Linked DNA regions of Macaca mulatta: region 1 is linked to region 2. The links are chromatin contacts, called in public Hi-C maps. All regions are on one chromosome and are shown on one strand. The core of a region is the stretch at or near the end of the contact, and the rest is flanking DNA. Distances in the headings are between cores, read along the strand shown.

Region 1 (6,401 bases), core at 1,171-3,670, 440 kb after region 2:
CAAATCTATCTTTAAAAGGATAAACAAAATAGGAAGACTCACACTTCTGGATTTCAGTACTTGCTACAAAGTTACAGTAGTCAAGACTATGGTACTATCATGAAACTAGACACAGAGATAAATGGAATTTAGGGTTCAAAACGAAATCGTTACATTGTGGCCAACTGATTTTCAACAAGGGTGCCAAAACAGTTCAATTAGGAAATAACAGTATTTTTCAACAACTGAAGACAGGATAACTCAATAACCACATGCAAAAGAATGAAGTTGGACCTCTAACTTTTATCATAAACAAAAATTAACTCAAAATGAAACATGCACCTAAATATACAAGCTAAAACTATAAAATTCTCATGAGAAAACACAACTCTAAACCTAGATGACTTTGATTTCAGTAGTGGGTTCCTAGATATAATACCAAAGCACTAACAACCGAGGAAAAAAGACAAACTGGTCTTCATTAGCATTTAAAACTTTTGTTCTTCAAGGAACACTAAAATTTTAAAAAAGAGACAATAACAAGTTTGACAAGAATTCATAGAAATTGGAACATGCATACATATCTTGTGGAATGTAAAGTGGTGCAGTCATTTTGGAAAACAGTGACACTTCCTGAAAAAGCTAAATGGGTTACCACATGACTGAGCAATTTCACTGTAATGTATATATTCAAGGGAATTGAAAATGTATGCCCACACAGAAGCTTGTAAACAAATGTTCCTAGCAGCATTATTCCTAGACAAAAAGTGAGAACTCGAATGTCCATTAACTGATGAGTGGATAAACAATGTGAAATGTCCATACAATGAAATATTATTCAATCATAGAAAGGACTGAAGAACTGATACATGTTATAACATAAATGAACCTTGAAAACATTGTACTAAGTGAAGGAAGCCAGCCAGGCATGGTGGTTCACACCTGTAATCCCGATACTTCGGAAGGCCAAGGATAGCTTGAGGCCAGAAGTTCTAGACCAACCTGAGCAACACAGTAATACCTCATCTCTATTAAAAAATATGAAAATCCGCCTGGCATGATGGTGAGCACCCTTAGTCCCAGCTCAGCTACTTAAGAGGCTGATGTAGGAGGATCTCTTGAGTGCAGGAGGTCAAGGCTGCTGTAAGCTATGATGACACCACTGCACTCCAGCCTGGGTGACAGAGTGAGACATCATCTCTAAAACAAAATAGAAATAAGATCACGTAATGTTTTATTTCATTTATACAAAATGTCTAGATTAGGCAAATTCATAGAGATAGAAAGCAGATTTATGGTTGGCAGGGGATGAAGAAGGGGAAAATAGGAAGTGGCTGCCAGTAACCATAGGGTTTATTTTTGGAGTAAAACAGATATTCTAAAATTAGATGGTGGTGATGGTTGCACAACTCAGCAAACATACTGAAAACCAAAACATGAGATTATTTTTATGGAATATGAATTATATCTCCATAAATTTTTAAAAATCTACCTAGAGTTGCCTAGTGTCAACTGTTTACATTATAATCATTGTCAAAATCGAATCTCTGCTGTTGAGATAAAATGGTAAGGCAGAGTGTTTTCCTGTACCAAGAACACCCTCCCTCCACATTCAGACTATTATAGAGGACAATCGTGTATTTCATTCTTGACTAGAGGAATTTTGCTGTTTTCACATGTTTGCCTTGAGAATAATAGTGTTTAATTTGTATTGTGAAATGGCAAGTTTGCAGTTAAGAACTATTCAAAGATAGAATACTCCCATTTCCCAAAACAAATCTGTGCACTATTAATTGAATTGGTTGGGTGATTTGACGGAATGAGTACTGGATCAGACCTCAGAAAACTTTTCCCCATCCCTTACTGTGTAACCTTGGACTCAGTCAGTCATCACTCTGCATTTGTTTTCTTATCTGCCAGTTAGAATATCAATACTTGCACAATTCATACATAAGATTTTCAAGAGAATCAAATGGATATAAGATATGAAGGTGCCTTGAAAGGGACAGCATGTAAAATATGAGACATTACTTAACAGCCTTCATTTTTCTTCAGACTTTATTTTCAAAGGAGGAGAAAAACAAGATGCTAAGTTAAATGGTTCCTTTTGGGTACTGAGTGAAAGGGACTGGGATTTCTTAAGAAAGAATGTTGCATGGACTCAGAACCCTGAACTTGTGTGACATTAACAGATAGGGTTTTACAGAAAACTGTTATAATTTTTTAATGTGTCATTCTGTCAGCATGAGAATGATATGGCAGCAGACAGGTTATTGTCAATTAAACACGAGCTGTCAGTCAGAAATGTTGAAATATGGTGAGCATGAATCCTAAGCAGACCACATGGCAGCTGCTCAACTGTTATTTTAACAGAGTCACTGTATATATGTGACATTTTCCTGCAGAATTTAATTTAAGTCCCTAACAACGGAGACACCTCTGCATTTGCATGCTGCTGTCAAGTCAGTCTTGGACCTTCTAAATGAGCTAGAATAGTGGGTGGTAGTGGGAGAGTGACAGGTGGAGGAGATGACTCTTATCTCATTTTCCTTCACTCAGGTTACATTGAAGAGGCCTGCATCATCCCCTGCCCCTCAGACTGCAAGCTCAGTGAGTGGTCCAACTGGTCGCGCTGCAGCAAGTCCTGTGGAAGTGGTGTGAAGGTTCGTTCTAAATGGCTGCGTGAAAAACCATATAATGGAGGAAGGCCTTGCCCCAAACTGGACCATGTCAACCAGGTATTTTCTATCATTGACAGTGTTAAGATATTGTTGAGATTCACAATGATCTGATTTTTTTCTCCAAAATGGAGAACAGTAAATAATAGCTATTGAATAAAAAATTGACCCATTTTTACCATTAGAATGCCTGAATAAATACACATATGTTATTAAAATTTCAAATTAGACATATTATCTCTGTATTCTCTGGAGATTCCATACCTTGCAAGTATATGAATATGTATATAATTCAATGGAGAGAAAAATGACACCTATCTTTGAAATAATGTCAAGGTATTTAATCTGTCATAAGATTGTATCTAACATGTAGGCTGAGATTATCTCATTCTTATAGTTTCCCCAGACTGTCAGAAAAGACATCTCAATTACCAACTACTTAAATTAAAATCAAAGAAATAATATGGATTTGGATCTAAAATTAGGAAAAATATATACTGTTTGTTTAAATGTTTTTGATATAAAACAAATTGAGAAAACAACTACAAAGATGGCCTCAAAGTCACTATAAGTATATTATCAATTTACTGATTGACCATTTTCAGTTTTATTTGGAACTCTGACTTTTGATGCATTCTTTCTTACCTGCTGTTAATAGTTGTTATTCTGTTCTATTAGAAATAAAAAGAAAAAAGCCTAATGGAGGAATTGTGACTAATTTAAATGAAATGTACCCTAATCCGACAATTATTACCATGTTTGGCCTACAGGTGAATTAACAAAGAATAATTTCATATATTATGTGTGGGTGTTAAGTTGTGTATTTGAATTTAAATCACAACCAAATAATCAAGTCCTTAAATATGTAGAACTGTTTCACACATATATAGACTCATTTTAATCTCTAAACACACTGCTTACCTGTATACATACTTTACTTCCCAGATTGACATAACTTTGTTCATAATAAAAGTACATTGTAGAGAAAACAGAAAGACCTTTGGAATTAAGTAAATTAAGATGAAGATCGTGAAGAATTAAATTCTATAATAAGTACTCTAAAGAGTCTTGATTGTTCCCCAAGTGAAGTTGCTGATTTTATCTTTAGGTGCAATGGAGGGTAAATAACACACTCCCTTGCTGCCATCTACTGGTAGTTTAGCTTCCCTGTCACAGAGCATTTTGCGTTTCTAAGATGCTAAGGAAATTTCCAAAGAAGAAAATTCAGTTCAGCAACTATAATTATATAACTGTAAAACAGAATAACTGAACTAAAATGTTTATAATACAAAAGAATATCTCTCTACACATTTTGAAACCTTGAATTTTCAGTAGCAAATTTAAATTTTGATAAATTATGTATGATTCACAATCCTAAAAAGAGAAATTCTACACGTACTCATACCTATTTCACTTTAGCATGTATGTGTGCACCCAGTCAGATATGCAATTAAAATCTGTGTTTGCCTCAGATTTTCCTTAAGTGTGAATTTCAAAAGGTTCAAAACCTCAGGCCAAGTTGTCTTTGCTATTACTAGTGTTTAGCCTAAACCATTTGTCACTTTCCAACTCTAATATATTCTGATGCAGTTTGACAGGGGTATTGTGACTTGGTATCAGTTGACTGAAGGCTTATTGAGACATTAACAACCGAAAAATCAAAGCAAAAACAAATAATACATTTTTGAACATTTGAGCATAAATGTTCTGCATAAAAATAGAAACTTATATGAATTTGTGTATTAGTGAGATGTTTAGGGAAAATAAAAATGTAAAGATTCGTGTTAATGTTGAAAATTTTAAATCACATAGGTGTTTACTACGATTATACATTCCTCAGTAAAATAATCAGAAGCCCGTTGGCTTGAAAACGGTCTCTGAGTTTCTATTTTTCTAGCTGAGGAAGGAAGTACTCAAATCCTCATTTTCTACAAAACAGCTGAACTAATTAAGGTAAATCAATGGCTAGATCAAGCTACAAATATACTGATAGACAATAGTCCATTGACAAGTTGGATCACAAGTTATTTGCATTATATATCAATTTCCCATGCTATGTATTTTGAGGTCAACTCCGTTTTCCAAGATTGCTCCATCCTGCCCATCTAATTTTTTCATTGGCTCTGCTATTTACAATACTCATTTGTGTGTCTTACTTTTCAACAATAATAAGTAGTTGTGTATTATCTCCTATGACCTAAGAAAAATGTTCTAGTATTTTACCAAAAAAGTAGGTTTTTACATTTAAGTAATAATACTTGAAACTTACCACGAGTTCTTCTCATAGCATACTGACGTTTTATCTTGTTTCCTTTTTCATCATTCCTGTTGAACACCACTCCAGGCACAGGTAAGAACTCTTAAAACTCATGGTTCTTAATAGAATGCTTCTTTTCTAAAATTTCCTGGTTTCTGAGAACACATTTCTCTTCTTGCCTTGTCTTTTATGTTTTACAGGGAGAAAATATCACATTTTCCATTAAAGAATTTTTTCTCTAGCTGTTTTCTTTTTCTTTTATATCATAGTTACCTGTGTTCCTGTATTTCATATCCCTCATTGTAATATTAAGGACTGAGGTGAACAAGAGTTGGGAAGAACAAGTTTCACTTCGCTAATCTTGATAGGCAGTGACACCCGTTATTAATGGTCTTGTGCTTTTCAGAGGGAGAAGGAAAAAGTGCAAGTGGACTGAAAATGGGTGGGTTGGAGATTGTTCTGAACTGATCGGTATTCCCTTCAATACAGGCGATTAAAATAAAAGCCATCAAAGGATTAGGAAGAACAGCATTTCTCCTTCGGTTTTTCTTTTCACCATGAGTTGTAGGGTAATGTTTTATCCTGTGCTATTTAGTTCTATTTTAATACAGCACCTAAATGTGAATGTAATCACTTATGGCAATCATTGCAGAATTTGACTCCAACAGTGCATTTTTCATTCTTCTTTGAGACAGGTCCACTTTATTCATTTTACTTAGGTTTTTAGTGCACTAAAATTGGCACAAAAGAATGGCTCCAAAGGGCTATTTAAGTCTATCTTTTCTAGAATTCATCCCGTAAAAATCTATAGTTTCTCTCTTCTCTCTCTCTCTCTCTCTGTCTCTTCAAGAAGTGTGTGTGTGTGTATAAAATAAGGAATAGAGTTGTACTATCATAGATTAGAAAAATACTTTCAAAGAATTGTATTTAATGCCTGAGTCAGCTTGGTTGCAGTGGATTAAGTGTCATTTATTTCCTTTATTTAGTCATTCTTCTCATTGAAAAAAGAACATAATTGGTTCATTGTACTAAAAACCCTGAAACCAAGCACACCACCCCAAATGTGGGACTGAAAGGCTTTATGGACCCTGGAGCAGAGACAAATTGCTTTGTTTCATGTGGCCCTCGCTGCTTGGGGTTGTAGACCAATATCAGACTCTGCTTCCAATCCTTAAATGATTGAGGATTCATTTTAAGATGGCTTTATTTCATATTGTTTATCTTTTTAATTTAGTTTCCCATATGATACACACCAAAAATGTAAATTCTCATCATGATTTATACTTATCTGGAAAATAGGTCAAATTGTATTTATTTGGAAAACAGCTATGTTTTATACATATTTAATTCATCAATTCATTGTTCATTCAATCATTCTGCAAATCCCTGTTGAGTACCTAACATGTGAGCACCCTGGGCTAGTATTGAAGTCACACGAAACTGTAAATTACACAGATGGTCCAGAAAGTTACAATACAGTGTGTTAA
Region 2 (5,772 bases), core at 680-3,179:
TAATTACCTTGCACATTAACTTAATTCCTCAGATTCTCTGTCCTCTGTTACATAATGAATTCCCACTTGGTGAATTGACTGGCGCTTCCCACGAATGCGTAGAATGGGCTGCTGTTAGCAGAGTATGTCTAGTTTGAAATCCTTCCTGTGCCAGAGTTAGAGGATTTCAAGGTTTAGGGCACTAACAATAGCTGAAAAATACAAGCAGAAACGATGGGAAAATGATTCCTTGTGGAGTGGACAAGGAAATTTTCCTGAAACGACAGAACCCGGGAAGCAATAGCAGGTCCCTTTTTCTTCTGCGGTTTAACTGCTAAAAGAAGTGATCCTTCAGGGAACCGTACATTAGTTAGGATCAGGCTTCCTTTTTATTCCTTATCAACCTATAATCTTTTGATTGTTGCCTGTTTTCCACCAGTGAAGAAATAGTAAGCCACACTAGCTTATCTCTCCTAATCACAGACTCACAGAGCTAGGGCTCTCTGAGCTTTTAATTCCTTCTTAGAGGCCTAACAGAGTGGAAAGTAAACAAAGACCAAATTTGCAACCTTCAACGTAGCTAATTTCCTCTGATGTCAGAATACTTAAACAGGCAGGACCTGGGAATTATTTGATCAAACCTGTTTTTAATCTAATGCATGCAGAAGGGCTGTGTCTGGAAGGCTCTGCAAAATGACAAGGGTCCCAGGAGAGCCTTATGGAAGGTTTCCTCTTTCAGAAACAGTAGCTTCCTCATTTTAAACTCTTGGGTAGCTGTGTTGGAGTAAATTCATAAAAAGTAGTTTTCCTGCTTTTAAAATTTTATTTTATTTGCCTGAAAATTGCTGATGGGATAATAGTTTTCTTTGGCTTTCCATGTGCTGAAATTTTAATGGTTAAATGCCTACTATTTTAGCTTTACTATGAAATGAATTAATAATAAAAGATATTATTATTGGCTAAAGGGAGAATGAGAAAGGATAAAGCATTATCTGACTTCACACACGTTCTTCTATTACTACTGGTAGAAGAAAGTGGAAACACAAAGGACAAAATATGCAAACACATGTGGTTCTTTATTTAGATGGTGACAGGCATTTTGCTACAGTAAGAGTTAAGGTAAATTGGTGTCAGGGAAATTTTAAATGAAGAATTTACTAATTCCAAGATATCCAGACAGCATGACTGACTCAGTTTGACCTTTAATTTGACTCATAACTATCTGAATACTTAGAAGTAGCATATTTTTGAGAGAAAGAAGTAGATGAAGGGACAGAACTCTATACCTGAAATATAATTTTAATTTTAAGGGTTTTTTTTTGTACAATTGTATTTATGTAATTAGGTAGCACTGGAAATACTCATTAAATACTAATTCAGTTTTAAAGGTTATTAAAAGACAATTTAATTTGTCACAGAGCATCAGTATTGCTCATATTTTTATTGAGAGTAGATTAAGTTGAAAACAACATTTAAAGAAGTGTTTAAGTACATTTTTACAAGTAAACATTTCTGCTCTCGTGTTTTTACATCTGATCTCAAATACTGCTCCCCACACAAAGTAATTCAGAAGCCATGGCTTAAAAATAGATAATAAACACTGATGCTTTGTGTAAATACGTACTAAGAATAACATGCCACTAGATCTAGCGTTTGACTCCTTGGATGACAGTGAATATCAATGCCTGTTATTTGTCATTCTGAAATCTGCCGGGTGATGATTCTTTTTATTGGTGCATCCTTCCAAACATATTTCATCGCACCATGTGCACAGGAGTTCTTTAGGCGGGTATGTCGGAACTGGGTGTCGCCTGGCTGGCCCCTCTCCCCTTTGCTCGCTCCCTTTCTCGCCCTAGCGCTCTCGCCTCCCTCTGCCTCCAGCCCCCTCTGCTCCTTTGGGCTCACGCCCCCCTCCTCCCCTTCCAGCTGGCGGGGGCTGCGCTGCCTCCCAGACCTAGCAGACCTGCTCAGTCAGCTGGGGCCCCCTGAGGACAGTTGCCTCCGGAGCCGCCAGGACCTGCCATTCTGCGCGGAATGGCAGCGGCAGCAGCATCCCCGCCAGAGGCGGCGGCGGCGGCGGCGGCCACGGCCACCACCGCGGACGCTATTGTTCCCTGGTGTTAGACGCACTCTCCCTCCTTCTCATCTGAAGCGAACAATAGCAGGAAAGAGCTTTGCTTTCTGTACTCTTTGGGAAGACGTTCCAAGAGCGGAGAAAAATTCCCTGCCGAGCGCGCTACGGCTCTGGACCCTGGAGTGGCTGCGGGCGGCATGGGGCTGCAAGCCAGGCGCTGGGCGTCCGGGAGCCCGGGCGCTGCGGGGCCGCGCCGGGGCGTCCTGCAGCTGCTGCCGCTGCTGCTGCTCCTGCTGCTGCTGCTCCCGGGTGCCGCCGGCAGGGCTGCGGCACAGGGCGAGGCGGAGGTGCCCACCCTCTATCTGTGGAAAACTGGTAAGTGGGACGGAGTTACCCTTTCCCCATCTTCACATCTGGGGGCACATTAAGGAGCTGATGGGCTTCCGTAGGGACCCCGGTGCTTTTGGATGGCTCGGTTATGCTGGGATCCTAAGGTAAAAAGTATGATTTCTTAGGAAGCAAATAGGTCATGTCCGATGCAATTAGGAAAGAAAAGCATGACAACTAAGAGGCAACAGTGAGTAGCTGGAATATTTCTCTCGCAGCTCCATAATGAGGGCAACGCTGCACTTCCATAATGAAGTGCAATATTTTTAACCTCTGGATTTTCATTCTACTAGGAGTTTCTTAAACACATTTCTAGCAAAGAACAAGCAAAGAGTTTAGCCTCGGTCTTTATTGTTTAGGCAAGCAATATGCTCGCTGTCATGACATTTGTGGATATAGAGTTGAATTTGTTAACTTTAGCTTTGTGTTATGTGGGACACCCAGAAACAAGCCAAGTGAGGGCGGTTCCAACAATTAAAGGCGAATGGGGCTCCAGTGAGCCTTCCGGAAAGACTGAAAACTCAATTCTTAACTAGCGAATCGCAGGATTTTTAAAGTGTACAACTTTGAGGATGTCTGGATTCAAACTTTCCCTTCCTTCCTTGAGAATTATTTTGCTTTGTTTTTCAACCACCCAACAATAGCAGCTACTAACTGCCCATCAGTACCCCCTGGCAAAGTGCTTGGAGGTTCTGGCGGGGGCCGTGACAGGCAGGAAAACAATGCGAAGTGAAGCATTACTAACCCCTTTTCTGCGGGCTCACTTTCTCTGTCCATTAAAAAAACATTGAGAATTCTTTAGCGGACCTAAAACTTCACATGTTCGTAGGAATAAAGTGGGAAAAGATTATCCCCGTTGCTTAGAGCTAGGGGTAATTTAAGAATAACTCGGTCATGCCAAACATTAAGAGAATGTTGTAGTTGAAAGGGAAAGTATGTGTTCGTCATGGGGTTGCAAACAAGTTTCAGGGAGTGGGTCTCTTCCTGCTTCAACCCATCTCTGTACCACTGCTGAAGAGACAGCTCAATTTATTCTACGATTGCATCAATATCGATATCTGAAATTTTTAAAGAAGTTGCAGCTATCTAGACATTTAGTAGGGAGATTAAACAGAAACGTATTTAAAGTCAAAGTACACAATTTGTCTTAGAATATTACATGAAACACTTACACATTTTTAAAAGCAAGATTATTCTCGCTAACATCTTAAGTTTGCAGATCCATTGAGTAATGAATTCAAATAAAATAAAACTAATTTATTTCAATTTGAAACAAAGAGTTGAAGATCTCTAATTTAGCCTAAGCTAGGGTTTTACCTGTTAAAAACACATTCATAATGACAAACATTAATCAAATTATAATTTACCGTTAAATGGTATCATATGGATGCTTGGGAAGAGCTTCTTAGGTAAGTCAGTGTAAGATAAACTAGTACTTGCCTAGTTGAAATTTATACTAGCAAAGTAACAAGAGCCAAGCAATAATTCAGATGGAAAACAGTCCAGCCAACATTCACTGTACAGCATCTGAGGTGTTAATATATGTCATCATAAATGTCACGGAAGGAACACAAGCCAATAAACAGCTTAAAATAGTGGGAAGCTCTCAGAAACAATGGTATGGAGACCTTGATTCCAGTGCCAGTCCCAGCTCTTGCCAGCTATAGGAATTTTGGCAGTTCACCTAACTTTTGACCCTTAGTTTTCTCAACTGCATGTACATGTGATGACACCTTAAAAAATAGTTCATTCAATTAGAAAGCAAAATAATGACTTCTTTATTATTTTTTATCAGAGGGAAAGGAGACTTTAATATGTTTGTAATGGAGTTGAAAGTAGTTCTCAGAACTAGAGAATATTTAAAGAAAAAGGATATACCATAAATGAAAATTTAGAGGTTACAGAATCACTATGTGTGTATCACTTGATGAAAATAAACAGGGAAGAAGGGAATTGGAAGAGAAAAGAGGTGAGATACTCCAAAATGTCTATTCCAATAGGGTAAGCTTGGTCTTGGTAAAGAGGATTATAGAGAATCAGATTAATGGTGAGATTATTGAATTAAAGTGATGTAGTGAAAGTTGTTACACTGGATGAAGATCTGGGACAGGAACTCAAACTGTGTATGTTACTAACATGCTGTAGAACTTTGGTAAAGTCATTAATGACTTTGGTTCTTCGCTTTCTATTTTGTAATATTCATTAAATAGATAAAATGACATCTAAGGGCCCATTTGACCCCCAAAGTGCTTCATATATATGAATACATATGTCAGATACATATATTATAAATACACACATAAATACATATATACAACAAATAAGGGTATATAAAGTTGACCCTTGAACAATGCACAGATTAGGGGTGCTGACCCACATGCACAGTGGAAAATTTATGTATAACTTTTGACCCCTCCAAATCTTAACTACTAATAGCCAACTATTGATCAGAAGCCTTACAGATAACATGAACGGTCAATTAATATATATTTTGTATGTTATATGTATTACATACTATATTCTTACAATAAAGTAAGCTAGAGACAAAGAAATGACATTTGGAAAATCATGAGGAAGAGACAGTATATTTACTATTCATTACATGGAACTGGATCATCATAAAGGTCTTTATCTTCATTGTCTTCACATTGAATAAGCTGAGGAGGAAGAGGAAGATAGATAAGGGGTTGGTTTTGTTGTTTCAGGAGTGGCAGAGGTAGAAGAAAATCTGCATGTAAGTTGAACTGCCCAGTTCAAATCATGTTGTTCAAGAGCCAACTGTACACATATGTGTATACATAATACACCCATGTGTGTATTATATATTCACATACAATAATATATTCACATACAATAATAATTACTTATACATTATATGCAATCTTAAATATGTATCTATCTATATATGCTTTATTAATCCAACTCACAACAAAGAGTTATTGAGGACCTAAAATATGTAACCATTGTGGTAAAGACTGAATGGGATACTGTCATCCCTGCTCTTGAGAAACTCATTTCTCGAGAAACTCTCGAGAAAAATTATTTAAAGTTTTAAAAAATTTATTATTCAACTGATTATAGGTTTTAGGAGAAACTCACAATTAAACAATACTATAAATACACAATTACAACATAGCATACCATACACATGAATAGAACATTATAAGAATAGAGAGGTTACTTGACTGATAAAAGAGGTGTGAAGGGTTTCAAAGATAATTTAATATATGATCTGGGTCTTGAAGGATGAGTTGGATTTTGACTAAGGAAGGACTAGAAGGCCATTCTAAGCAGAGAGAAGAAAGAAAATAAAAATGAAAAAGTACAACAGC

The links. A called contact is a pair of places that touch in the nucleus more often than the background predicts.
Region 1: a contact with region 2 is called in a Hi-C map of fetal cortical plate, with 4 times the contacts expected there. The contact joins the enhancer-like site here to the promoter of THSD7A in region 2. A contact is called at or near these places in 2 of 14 Hi-C or Micro-C datasets (fetal cortex germinal zone and fetal cortical plate).

Annotation. Positions count from the first base shown.
Region 1 is chr3:117,004,806-117,011,206 of T2T-MMU8v2.0, forward strand. THSD7A (thrombospondin type 1 domain containing 7A) reads left to right here. Exons shown (of 28, transcript XM_015134011.3): 14 at 2,539-2,717; 15 at 5,002-5,007. Among named protein-coding and RNA genes, the nearest start is that of THSD7A, 440 kb to the left of the region's middle. Within about 2 kb of position 2,421, at least 3 of the 40 cell types and tissues checked have an H3K27ac peak or open chromatin away from gene starts, as enhancers often do. A contact at or near this core is called in fetal cortical plate, where this site is marked.
Region 2 is chr3:116,566,271-116,572,042 of T2T-MMU8v2.0, forward strand. It overlaps THSD7A (thrombospondin type 1 domain containing 7A), which reads left to right and starts at 1,930. Exons shown (of 28, transcript XM_015134011.3): 1 at 1,930-2,428. The coding sequence starts at 2,251.